2 separate regions of the Zea mays genome follow, and region 1 is linked to region 2. A link is a contact called in public Hi-C data. All regions are on one chromosome and are shown on one strand. Each heading gives the region's core, a stretch centred on a gene start, on an enhancer-like site or on the middle of the called end of the contact. The rest is flanking DNA. Distances are from core to core; before and after follow the strand shown.

Evidence for each region. A called contact is a pair of places that touch in the nucleus more often than the background predicts.
Region 1: a Hi-C map of ear shows a contact between it and region 2, with 2.7 times the contacts expected there. The contact joins the enhancer-like site here to the promoter of LOC100273169 in region 2. A contact is called at or near these places in 3 of 25 Hi-C or Micro-C datasets (ear, endosperm and tassel).

What each region holds. Positions count from the first base shown.
Region 1 is chr9:83,106,916-83,109,615 of Zm-B73-REFERENCE-NAM-5.0, forward strand. No RefSeq gene overlaps it. Among protein-coding and RNA genes, the nearest start is that of LOC109942555, 140 kb to the right of the region's middle. Within about 2 kb of position 1,361, at least 16 of the 20 cell types and tissues checked have an H3K27ac peak or open chromatin away from gene starts, as enhancers often do. A contact at or near this core is called in ear, endosperm and tassel, where this site is marked.
Region 2 is chr9:82,700,152-82,702,851 of Zm-B73-REFERENCE-NAM-5.0, forward strand. LOC100273169 (Plant L-ascorbate oxidase) reads left to right here and starts at 1,328. Exons shown (of 5, transcript NM_001147615.1): 1 at 1,328-1,703; 2 at 1,793-1,885; 3 at 2,008-2,220. The coding sequence starts at 1,434.

The DNA of each region.
Region 1 (2,700 bases), core at 111-2,610, 410 kb after region 2:
ACTCAGTGTTTTATTCTTTGGTCATTGCTTAACCAAAGTACATTAATTCTAGAATGATATTTTATTGTCTTTCCCACCTATTTGCCCAGATTGGAATGCAAACGAAGAAATTCACCTCCTTGAGGTAACATTGTGTTTGTTGGTTTGTTTGTTACATATACTTTTTCTGGGTAGTAGTGCTTAATTGTTACCATTCATGATCGAAGGGAATTGAAGAAAAAAAATGTATGGTACAAAGCCTAATTTACAATGTATTGGTCATTACACAACATCTACGACGGTGCAATAAAAGAGTTGGCATTTCGTAGCTCGATATTATACCTCATGGTTGCAGGATATGTCTCATGGTAATGGCAAGAACAGGAAGGAGCCTTCTAGCTATGGCCAACGAGAGAATAGAACACGAAACGCTGTAAGGACCACTTTGTAGTATGTCAGTGGCGTGATCAGGCCATGATTGGATCGGTGGACGTAAGGTTAATGTTTGTTAATCCGGGGGCCCGTCCGAAGCACCGGAGGCTGTCATGGCCGCAATCCTAGCTCGGCTTCTTCGGGCAGACCACGCCGCCGCCCGTGCCCCGCGGAGCCCGTTCCCAGGGCGCACACTCCACATCGTCGGTAGTATGCCTCTGTCGGCCCGCCGTGGAAGCCATCATCATCACACGGGCTGGCGCCACCGAGTCCAACAGCTGCGTTCCTTGTTCCGGCTCTGCGTCCAAGTCCAACCCGTGCGAGAGCACACGGAACGAGTGGGAGTGCGAGCGAGCGAGCACGCAACGCAACGCCTAGTGGAGGGCCATTCGGGAGCCAAGCGCGTTTCTGTCCGGTCCTTCCATCCATTTTACCCCAAAATTGCAACTCGATCTGTCGCTCTATTTCTCGATGTAGCAAAAGACGAAACTGATACGCCAAATTTGTAATTTTTGAAGGTAATCATTAAACCCTCGAAAATAATGTCATTTGATACTATTTGTCCCATAACGATATACTAGTTATGTCCCACGGCTTCGGGAAATTTTGGCTTCACTGTTGTAACTCTTTATAATTAAGAAGTACCATTAGAAGTCACAATAAATAAAATTGACATGATAACTGACGAAAAAAGAGACTAGCAAAATAAACAACACGTTGTATTCTGCGGCTAGGACAGAGCGCATTGCCTCTACTCTGGTACGTGTCAAACTGCCAATGTGTGAGCCCTTCCAATCGACTATAAAAAAAATCAATTCCAAGCTGGCGAAGCAGTCTCTATAGGCAATGATGCGTGCGCTTTTTGGCCCCGATCCAGGCCGATCCTCCCTGGTGAGGCAGGAGGCCTATCTCCCTGGGGTTTCACGCCAGTCGCCGGCAGCCCCGAGGCGTATCATGAGCCCCGGCGCACGGTAGCCATGATGGCGAGCTCGCCTCCCAGGCTCCCACGCACCGCAGCGTGGGGGATTCTTGCTGCCCTTTTCCCGTCTGTTTGACGCAATCATGCGGCGGGGCTGCCCGCGTGTCGGCCTCCTGTCCTCGTCTGTTTCTCGCGCCGTGTCTGCGCATATATACAGGGTGGCCGGATACTCGAGACGGCAACTAGGCGACAGTACGTACGTACGTGCCCATGTGATGTCCCCTGCTAAACTCGATCCACTGGAAGAATGTTCCATTACCCTTGCTTGCGTGTATCCAAGAATTGTACGGGTCAAGCGGAAAAAAGACCTAGACAAGCTTTCGATCGGTGAAGTAGTCGGTCGATTTTCGTCAGGTTTATATATATACTCTCTTCGTCTCTCCTCTCTCTATAAAAAAGCAAATATGGATTGCGTGACAGTTAAAATAATTTATATTTAATCAATGTTCTAATATACAGTTTCATATTTATAGCTTTACATTAATTTATTACAAAAAATATAGCTTATTTTATAATTAAATCGTATTTATTTGATATTTTAAAAACATAACTTAAAATAATAAAATATGAGACTGTTCTAGAATTATATTCTCTTTAGTCTCTACTATATTAGAGCATTAGTTTTAATGATTCCACTATTTTCACACGTCCGTTGTGCTCCCTCGTATTTAAATAATAAAAATGCTAAAATTATGTATAAATGATGATCTAAGCTATGAATGTTTGTTCTAAACTCACATTCATCAATCTAGCTAATAGAACACACATGTCATATCTTTGTGTTTCATATTCTATACTTAAGCATAAATAACAATCGTAGTAATACATAGGCACTTTGCTAGTACATAAGAATGTAGCAGCCCTATAGATCATTTGGTTCCTGGGTGATTGTTTAGAATCAGATAAAATATAAACATGATGTGTCCTTGTGTTAAAATCCACATGCGTAAAACCAAACCCGTTCAGGTGGGATTTTAGGATTCTAAGATATTTTTTGTTATCCAGATAAAAAGAACTATAGGAACGGAACTGGACCTGCTTATCATGTCAAAAGAAACGTATGTGTTGGACCAAAGTATCACATGCACCATGTCTAATATCTATATCTAATATCTATAGATAATATAACTAGCTCATAAATGTATAGAAATGGTTTATCAATTCCATACTTAAATCCACGACATAATTAATGAAGAAATGGATTGTGGTAAAAAAAATTATCTAACTAATGATGGTTTATTTCACCTCGCCTCTCTTATATCTTCATCTACAATAACATCTGAACCTCTATTTCTTCGACTAGTCCATAA
Region 2 (2,700 bases), core at 78-2,577:
TGAGGCGAATATAGAATCCGCTAGCTGAATGAATAAAAAGCTACGATAATCCGTTTTGCGTGCTGGGCACTTAATTAATTCCGTAGCAAAAAAAATGCGGTCACAAAAAAAACAGGCAAAAAGGAGTTACGTGTGTTATCATGCACCTGAAACGGCCGGCGCTTTGTATGTAGTGCCTTTTAAATTTTATCTTGACTCTTAAGGCAGGCATTATGAAGAATGACACCATGATGGTTTTCACTCGATGCAAGAAGCACCAGATAGGCGCCCATAGCGTTGTGAACACAGCAGGATTTGAGCACCACAGGAACAAACACATGCTGAATTCGCAAATAATAATAAAGTACAGCCGCACTAGACTAGACGCATGTAACCACGTAGTGCAAGCTGTATATATAATTGTATTCCCCCCACTACGCGTAGCTTTTTTTTCCCCGAACAGTGAGGCTATAGCTGGCATACCTTCGTTTTTGGATGAATATTGTTGATCTGTAGTATTTTGTTAGGTGGTTGTGAACATGCATATATGCAGCGCATATTTGTAGCGGTTACATATGAAAATGCCTTTACAGGTTGTGTGTGACCTTACCAAAAATTCAAAAACTACGTTCGCACAAACTTTTCATCTTCGCTGGCGAAGGAACAAGAAAGAGGAGAAACGCTCCTACCAAATAAGAAGCGACCACCAAACAAAAATGCATGGGGGGGCGTGCATGTGTGTCAGTGTGTCTATGTGGGGGATCTATCTATCAGAACGAAACATGACAGCGCCGAGACGTTTGCATAAAACCATTTGGGTAGAGGCACGGAAGTAGCCATCCTCGATATCGTCACATGCAGCACAGAACAGCGCAGGCCTATGAGACGATACGCCCAAAGCAACGCAACGGGGGGCGACGTCGACCGACCCTCTTTATTCCTCGACCAGAAAGACGCATCGGAAACTATGGGGGGAGGGAGGCCTGAGGCATTTCTGCAGCACTTTGGCGAGCAACCGGGAAACTGCCTATATTAACGCAGGCGTTCCTCGCAGAAACAAACAGCAGCCTACTCCTCCTCCTGCTGCCTGCAACCTAACTCCACTAACTGCTACGGACTAGTGTTTTTTTATATTTATTTCAAAAGCTGGTCACCATTTTTTTTTTCAAACGGAGGGTTGTAAAAGTGACTGAGATGAAGGGGAAATGGAACAGTGACTGAGGTGATGAGAGATAAGCATCTTTTCTTTGGCCAGCATAAATCGCCCCCCAAGCGCTGCTCAGGTCATCTATCTCCCTCTTTGCCATCCGGCCCATCCCCAGCCTGTGTTTGCATCCCATTTGCTTCCCCCCCTCTTGCCCATCCCCTGTGCTGTGCTGTGAACTGCGGCCGGGGGCATCCTTGTTGGGGGGTGGCGTAGGAGGCTGCTGACACTACTGCAGAGCAGGGCAGCCATGAGGCTTCCTCTCCCTCTGCTGGCCCTGGTGTGCTGCGCCCTGATGGCGCGCCAGCATTGCGCTGCGGCGGGCAAGGCCCGGCACTTGAGGTGGGAGATCAGCAACATGTTCTGGTCTCCCGACTGCGAGGAGAAGGTGGTGATCGGCATCAACGGGCAGTTCCCGGGCCCGACGATCCGCGCCCGGGCCGGCGACACCGTCCACGTCCAGCTCAGGAACGCGCTCCACACCGAGGGCGTCGTCATCCACTGGCACGGCATCCGACAGGTACGTAACCATCTCTCCACATCACTTCGCTAGACGCTGGGCTTGTGCTTGGAACATTGTTGCATGGTCGTCATGGATCATGGTGGCAGATCGGGACGCCGTGGGCGGACGGCACGGCGGCGATCTCCCAGTGCGCCATCAACCCCGAGGAAACCTTCACCTACCGCTTCGTCGTCGACAAGGTGCTGCTGAGGGCCACACACACCCATGGCTCATCCACCCATCCATGCATCTGCTTGCTTCTTTATGCATGTCATGACCGGAGGTATACTGAAGAAATTTCCTCTATTTCGTGGCCGCGCAGCCGGGGACGTACTTCTACCACGGGCACTACGGGATGCAGAGGGCGGCGGGGCTGTACGGGTCGCTGGTCGTGGACGTGGCGGAGGGGGAGGAGGAGCCGTTCCAGTACGACGGCGAGCTCAACCTGCTGCTCAGCGACTGGTACCACGAGAGCATCCACACCCAGATGGTCGCCCTCTCGTCCAGGCCCTTCAGGTGGATCGGCGAGCCACAGGTACCACCAATACTACCATGCATGATCTCTCTGGTTATCGTCATAAGCTTCATCTCCGTTCCTGTCATGACTGCAGTTCACTAGCTGCATCTCTGTTTGATTTGATTTCGACAGCAATTTGTGAAACACTGTAGCTTTCTGAAAGGGCAGTTTGAGAAAACACACACATGCAGCATGCAACTGATATATGAAGCATTGCATCAAGTAGGTTTACAAAATGACATTGCAAAACACAGATGTAATTCAGTTGCACTCTAGCTTATTGTCAGGTCAAAATCAGGTTCTGACCAAGGTGCCTTTTGCACTGATCCTGGAACGGACATTGCAGAAGGAGATTACAAAATTAATTCCTTTGAGGAAACATAACACGTTACATGATACTCCTAATTTGCAATAATGACGCTTACCACTGGGCCGCTTCAATTATTGTGCCTTGACGTAGTACTAGTGTGTCGAGAAAAGTACAAGTCATGGCCTGGA